Linked DNA regions of Sus scrofa: region 1 is linked to region 2. Evidence: chromatin contacts called from public Hi-C data. All regions are on one chromosome and are shown on one strand. Each heading gives the region's core, a stretch centred on a gene start, on an enhancer-like site or on the middle of the called end of the contact. The rest is flanking DNA. Distances are from core to core; before and after follow the strand shown. Region 1 overlaps PHLDB1 (pleckstrin homology-like domain family B member 1). Region 2 holds the start of PHLDB1 (pleckstrin homology-like domain family B member 1).

Region 1 (3,927 bases), core at 979-3,478, 43 kb before region 2:
CCTGGCCAGGCACAGTGGGTTAAGGATCTGGTGTTGCCACACCTGTGGCTTAAGTTGAAACTGAGGCTCACATCCGATCCCTGGATCCCTGGCCTGGGAACTCCGTGTACCTCAGGGGTGGCCAAAAAATGAAAAAACAAACAAACAAAAAAAGAATCAGACTCAGGAGTTCCTGTTGTGGCTCAGCGGTAACAAACCCAACTTGTATTCATGAGGATGAGGGTTCAATTCCTGGCCTCATTCAGTGGGATAAAGCATCCGGTGTTGCCGTGAGCTGTGCTGCAGGTCACAGGCATCGCTCAGATCCCGCATTGCTGTGGCTGTGGCCTAGGCCTATAGCTGTAGCTCCAATTCAAACCCTAGCCTGCCCTTCCATACGCTGCAGGTGCAGCCCTAAAAGACCAAAAAAAAAAAGAATTACTCAAAGAGCTGTTCCAGCAAGGGCCAGAGGCTCTTCTCAGCAAAAGAGGAACAGATGGGGAAAGCTGGGATGCTGGGCTCCAGGGCCCCAGAGGAGCAGAGATGAGGGCTGGAGCGGGCGTCTGAGGCTTGGCGGGAGAGAGGCCGACTTGCATGAAGGCAGCCGGCCGCAGCCTCAAACCTCTCCTGTTGATCAATCCTCTGCACCAAGTCTAATCTCTGAGGCCCCCCACTCCCTTCTGCATCCCTTCTGCGCTGCGCCAGAGACCTCCTGCCGCCATCCTAGGAGAGGGAGGCAAGCAAGCCCACTGGAACCCACAGGGGCTTCCTGCTCTGCAACCCACCTGGCTCCTCCCTCAGGCCCGGGGGGAAGGGGCTTAGGGGAGAGTCAAGGGTCAGGGGTGAGAGGGCATAGGAGGCGTTAATGTGCGGTAGTTCTAGTTACAGGTACGTGGGGAGGGGTACCTCAGTCACCAGAGTGAAGCTGAAAAACCTCTTCTGGGAAAGGGAGAGGGAGAGAGGAAGAGAATGTTTACAAAGGGCACAAGGAACGGGTCTGAGGCCAGAAAAGAGCGGGCTGGGCCCACCCCTTCCCCTTCCCCTTCCCCTTCCCCGGGCTGCCCCTCTGGCCCTCACCTTGGCTGCACTGCGCAGGTGGTCATAGTACACTTCCTCGATGGCCTGGAAATAGATGACCCCCTTCAGCTTCGTCTCATGCTTGTCTGCAAAGGAATAAGGGCCGGGCTGAGGAGGCCTGTCACACTTCCGGTCAGGCGCCATGGACCTGGAGCGTCCCCATCCAGGAAACAGGGTGATTCCCAGGCCTCCACAGCAGAGCCCAGCAGGGAGCCCCAAGGACCGAGTTGGTGCTCAGCTTCCCTCAGAATGACAGAGGCTGCGAATCAGAACTCCACCCAGACACCACTTCCCACTTATCGCAATGGCAAGAATATACCCAAAATACACAGCATACTTTTGGCAAGTCTGTGGGGAAATAGGTAGAATGATAAACCCGAGAGGTGGGAGTATAGTTGGTATTTATGAACGATTTGGCCATATCCTCCAAAGTTAGAAAGGCATTTGCCCTTTGAGCCAATGTTTACACTGATGAAAATTCATCTTACAATGTACAAAATAACAAATTTACAAGATAAGTCACCCCAGCAGTATTTACAGTCACAAAAGACTGGAAACAACCCACGTATCCAGCAAGTGGCGATGGCTAAGTAAATTAGACTGCACCACTCGGCAGAACACACACAGTGCTTGAACAGAATGACAGAGAAATATCTGATGCAGATTCAGAAGTAAATCTATAAAATACATCCAGATTTAAATATCTAGATAGACCTATGTCTGAGACAGAACTCTAAGTTACATTAGCAGAACAACAAAGATTGTATCGTGTGCTACTTTCTGTGTGAGAAACAGGTTAAGAATATATGTTTGCATTTGTTTATATTCCCTAAAGAGACTCTAGAAGGATACACAAGAGATTAACAAAAGAAGTTATCTCTAGTGAGACAGGGCATAATTCTCAATTTAAACCTTTTTCTGTGTTTGAAGTTCTTAGCATGTGAATGCATTTATCTGCTCAACACCAACACTCAAAAATAGGAGCATAAGGCATCAGGAGGGAAGGGTGGCAGGAAGGAGGTGGGCAGACAGAGCAGATGCCCGCTCCAGTGGGGGCAGAGCACTGGCAGCAAAAGCACAGGGCCTGGCCCACCCCCTCGTGTGCAGACACTGAGCAGGCACCCAACAGACAGCCTGGACAGCAAGCCTGAGTCACACAGAAAAGGTCACACGGTCACCACACGCCGATGACCAAGGCTGACACAGGCACCTTCTCCCACCCACCTCCTGGGCTGGTTCAGCCTGAATCACTGACCCTGGATCATCACTACAGCCTCCTGGTGTGCCCTGCCCCACCTCTGCCCCAAACCCGCCTTCCCTCAGGCCCAGGGGCTGAGCTTTCTGAAGCAAATTGAATCCTGCTGCCTCAGCTCACAGCGTCTCTGGGGTTCCTTCACTGGAAGCTGCTGCCTCCCTGGTTATTGACAAAGGTTACTGGCAAAGGCTACTGGCAGTTCGGTGCCAACACGTCCCTCTGGCCTTGCCTCATGTCCCTCCCCTGCACCAGCCCCACGTGCTATCTGGCCAGGCTGAGCTTCTCACGGTCGCTTAACAGCCCACTCTGCCAACACTGGAATGGTCTCCAGCCCAATCCCTTGGCAAACTCCTACGTCATTTCCAAAACCCTTTGCAAATGTCACCACTAGTGCACAGCTGTGTCTCCTATGCTTTCACAATACATGTTCCTCTGTACAGAACTTATTCTGCTGAATCTGAATGCTCTTTTATCTGTTCACAGGTCTAGCTCCTCCAACACGGACTGCGTGCCTAGCAAAAGGGAAGTGTTCAGTCAATGTTGAATAAATGAGTCAGAGGCACTGGGATCCAAAGAAAAGTAAGAGACCTTTCTCTCTCTCTCTCTCTTTTTTTTTTTTCTTTTCTTTTTTGTCTACACCTGAGGCATATGGAAGTTTCCAGACCATGGAATGAATCTAAGCTAAGACTGCAACCTGTGTCACAGCTGGGGCAATGCTGGATCCTTACCTCACTGCGCCCGGCTAGGGATCAAACCTGCACTGCTAGAGACAATGCCAGATCCTTAACCCACTGTACCACAGTAGGAACTCAGAGACCCTTCTCTTAGGAACCCACAACCTAGCAGGGAAGAAAGCACAGGCACACAGCCCTTCATCAGCTGTCTGACTTGGGCATGGTTAGGATTCCAAGAGAACACCTGCAGGTCGCAGGTGGTCCTGAATATGAAGGGACAAAACACACTCCAAGGGCTCAGCACCGTGTCTGGCACAACACATGTGGCATCTGTCATGACATCAATATGCCCCAGGGCTGATGTCACATGGCAGATGGAGCCTGTGTAACACAGGAGTTATACCTGAGGGCAGGAATCGTTTCCAGTGAGCTGGGGCCAGGAAAGGCTTCCCAGAGGTGGATTCTGATCTGGACCCTGCAGGATGGAGGGGTTTCACGGGGTAGGTGGGAAGACAGTGCAGGCAAGGGCAGGGAGAATGGACGAGCTGAGGAGCAGGCAAGGCACAGCCAGGGTCCTGACCCAGCCACAGGCCCATCTCCCTTGGACACTTCCTCCTCGGGACAGCGACCCAGCCCCATCCCGGCCCCTGGCCCGGCCATCCCTGAAGCCTCCATTGTCTCCCATCTCTTCCTTTCCTGGAAATAGTAACACATTCCTGCCTCTCTGTTTCCTTACCACCCACCTACCCTCGACCTTGTGCAATCTGGCTCCCACCCTAGTACGCAGTGGAGACGATTCTCTCATCAAGCTCCAATCCCTGAATCAAACAGCCTTTGGGTCCACATTACTCGTCGCCTTTCTGCAGCACCCAGCATGATTGTGACGGCCCCCGCTTGCACACATCTACTCCTTTGGTTAGCTTCCTTCTCAGTTTCTGCCCC
Region 2 (3,467 bases), core at 549-3,048:
GACGAGGTACCATTGTAGTTTGAGGTGTGATTTTAGCGTGTACCGGGTGGAGGTGGAGTGCCGGAAAAGGGCAGCTCTCCAAGGCCGGGGGACAGAGTGGGGTTTCCGCACCGAGCAGCCCTGCCGCCCTGCGCCGCCCTGCGCTGCCCTCCCTGGGGCCGCCAGGTGGGACAAGGCCGCAGTGTTGGGCCGCCTGCCGGGCCGCCCCGCCCGCCGCTGACGCTGGACAAGCGGCCTTTCTTTGGCCTGGCGGGGAGAAGGGGCCGCTTGTTTGCTCGGCGGGGGAAAGGGGCGGCCCCCAGACACCGCCGGCTCCTCGCGGGCAGCTTGGGGGGGGGGGCGCTTGTGTAGCATTTGTGTGTGTGAGGGGAGGTGCGTGTTTGAAGGGAGCGCGTGTGTAAGAAGCTGCATGCGTGAGGACTGAGTATGTGATGGGTGTGAGCCGTGGGGGCTGCGTGTCAGGGAGTGCGTGTGCGCGGGGAAGGGTGTGTGCGCGGGGAAGGGCGTGAGCGCGGGACGCCGCAAGTGTGAATGTGGACCTCCTGAGAGTGCTTGGCGTGTGTGTAGAGTGTGTAGAGGTCTAGGAATGTTTGGGTCCCACACGTGTAACTGCAGAGAGAGACAGGGGTGTCGGCGTGGCTTGTGTAGTGGGAAGGGTGAGTGGGTGGTGCCTGGTGGGGCACCGAGGGTGTCTGCTCGTGGGATGCCTGACGTGGTGGGGAGTTTTGTTTGTGTGTGACCGGTCCGATGAGTCAGCCCTCCGGGAGGCTTCGGGACCGCTGAGCTAACGGGCCCAGAATGCAGCCCCGCCCCGGCGCCCTGGGTCCCCCGCCGGGCGGCGCGCTCTCCCGGCCCAGCCGCCGCTCGCGCCAGCCTGGGCGGAAGAGTCAGCGAGCGCCTCGGCAACCCCGCGGCCCCTCCCGGGCCCCCTCCCGCCCGCGCTTCCCAGTCCCAGAGGAGCCCGGATGACCTGGCTCAGCCTCGGCCCGGGGAACTCCGCAAGGGATTCGAATCCAGACCAAGCGGGAACTCACTGACCCCACAGCCCTCTCCAGCCTCCAGGACCCCTAAAGATGCGGGTCCTCCGAGGAGGGCCCGGGAGGCCCCAGATGTGCCACCTATCTACTGATACTCCCACGAGTCGCTCCCGGATACTACTGCCTCCGAGCCCTACTTAACATCCCTTTCCCATCCCTAAAGGAGGCCCGGCTCGGGACAGAAGCAGAGATGCCCCAGGGGACCCCCTCGCTCCTGGTGCAGTGCTCTTAGTCCTTCTATCAGCGGAAGAGCAGAGGTGTGGGGGGCAGGCGGACGAGTCCCAGGAGTATCGCCGGGCTGCCTGGGTTCCCGCAGGAGACTCTGAAGGGACAGGGTCCTCGTTCTTCCAGAGTGGGATAGGGGGTGAGGGGTGGAGCGCGAGGGCCCCCTCTGGCGGCGGCGCGGGCAGCGGCTCAGGAGGGCAAGAGTAAGGAGTTCCCAGGAAAGCAACGAAGCCCATTCTGCAGAAAAACCTTGGCGCTCCCATGCACTCACCTGAGGCACCCCCTCCTCCTCTAAGGGTTTCTTCCGGGCTCTCCAGCCCAAAGCTGATCTGAGGGCTGTCGCCAGGCCCCTGGGATTTCCTCCTGTCCTGTCCCAGCAGTGCAGCTAGCAGGACTCGCAGGCTCAGTGAGAGGGAACGTTCTTACCTCGGCGGGAGAGGGGGACACCGGTTCCTTAGCCCGGCTCAGCCTCTGAGGCCTCAGGCTCCGGAGAACACTCTTGCTTTTCCCTGGGAGCCCAGAAAGTAGGAGGAGAGCGAGCGGGTCCCGCCTCCCCATTCCCCACCCCACCCCCACCCCCACCCCCCGCTAGTCCCCGCCCCCGTCCCCCGTCCCGTCCGCCCGGCCAGCCTGAGGAGACGCCCTTGTGGGACCGGAGCCCAAGGTCCCCCCCACCCACCCTTTCCCAGAGCAGCACCTCCCCCCCCCCGCCCCCGCCTGCACAGCGCCCGCTTTGTTCATCTCTGCAGCTGGGCTCTCGGCTACCACCACCACCGTATACACCCCCCATCCCCACTCACTTTCCGGGTCCGACTCTCTTAGACCACCCTCCAGCCTAGGCTTTAAGGTGCTTCTGAGGATTGACAGTTTCTCTCTACTTCCGCCCCCCCCCCCCCGCCCCGAACTTTAGATGTCTAAACCCTCCATCAGCTCCCAGTGAACCTCATAGTCCCAGCCCTCCAACACACTCTCAATATTTCCAAATACCTTCAGGGGATATCCAGGTTTGGCCTCTGTCGCTCCTGCTCATCCTACCACCATGACAGCTTATGGGGTTGATAACCCTGCATATACGGTGGCACAGATATTTTCAAGGATAGGTACAAGAAGGCGTGTTAAAGTGCCATGCAAACTGTAAAGAACAGGAAAGCTGAATGGAAGTGTCATCCTGGCCCCTTGTTAGCTCCACCCCCACCACAACCTGCAGGATTATAACTGGAAGGCAAACGATAGATTTATAGTTGAGCACACCATCCTATAGCAGTTTGGATCTCTGTTGGACTGAGAAGTTAATAAGGAAAAAGAGGAGGGACTAAAAACCTAAGAGAAACCTAGACACTGAGCCTGGCTGAAAGTCATGCTCCTTTTCAACCCCCACCCGAAATCCAACGCTGATAGTGGATCCTTACCTTGCAAAGCCAGCTCTTGCCTCAAGAGACTGGGGAGGCCCCAGGGAACTGAACTCAGCTAGACTGGATTCCTTTAACTTTCATTAGAGGGACCTCTGAGACTGACTCTTCCTCCCTGAAGGAGAAGGCAGAAAGTCCCCAAGCCCCAAGGAGAAAGCAGAAAGCCCCCAATTCCAGGGGGGGAGAATAGCAGAAAATCAGGGACAAGTCTTGTTCTGATTCAGTGACTTTAGTGTGTACCCTCTCTCCCTACCTAACTCAGGAACGACAGGAGGTTGAACTTCAGGAATCTCTGGTCACTCATTGACAGGGCCAGCATTAGCAGGGGGCCCCCCACAGCAGGAGGCAGGAGATGACTGGAGCCAGGCAATGGACAAAAAGGGGGAGGGGGAGGGAAGCTCTTTGCAGCTACCTGCTATAGCTAACAGAGGTCGAACTATCAGGCTACAGCATGTACCGGAAAGCCCCAAGATTTGGCCAGGGGTGGGGAGCAATGTTGAGAGTGGAAGCCTCTTATTCTTTTTTCATACTGGTTGAGGCTCATAAAAGTACTTTTATTCTAGCCATCTTTCATGAGGCAGATCATAAAAGTAATTTTCAGGCTATTCTGCTTAAAAAAAAAAAATTAAGAAAGAAAAGGCAAAAAAACAAAACCCAACTGTTGTATCCTATGTGCCAAGACCCAGCATTTGAGGGAAGGGGCTCAGATTGGGGTACCCCAGAGATTTCACATAACTGTTTCACAACTCCAGCTCTTCTTTACCGTCTTGGTCAGGAGGAATTTCAGGGAATAATC

Evidence for each region. A called contact is a pair of places that touch in the nucleus more often than the background predicts.
Region 1: a contact with region 2 is called in a Hi-C map of skeletal muscle, with 3 times the contacts expected there. The contact joins the enhancer-like site here to the promoter of PHLDB1 in region 2. A contact is called at or near these places in 3 of 5 promoter capture datasets (fetal skeletal muscle and liver), 17 of 47 Hi-C or Micro-C datasets (alveolar macrophages, brain, embryonic fibroblasts and 8 more) and 2 of 2 datasets of contacts at active chromatin or transcription factors (alveolar macrophages and skeletal muscle).

Annotation. Positions count from the first base shown.
Region 1 is chr9:45,943,757-45,947,683 of Sscrofa11.1, reverse strand. It overlaps PHLDB1 (pleckstrin homology-like domain family B member 1), which reads right to left. Exons shown (of 26, transcript XM_021062931.1): 24 at 1,057-1,142; 25 at 886-918. Among named protein-coding and RNA genes, the nearest start is that of TREH, 20 kb to the left of the region's middle. Within about 2 kb of position 2,228, at least 11 of the 83 cell types and tissues checked have an H3K27ac peak or open chromatin away from gene starts, as enhancers often do. A contact at or near this core is called in alveolar macrophages, liver and skeletal muscle, where this site is marked.
Region 2 is chr9:45,900,430-45,903,896 of Sscrofa11.1, reverse strand. PHLDB1 (pleckstrin homology-like domain family B member 1) reads right to left here and starts at 1,798. Exons shown (of 26, transcript XM_021062931.1): 1 at 1,534-1,798.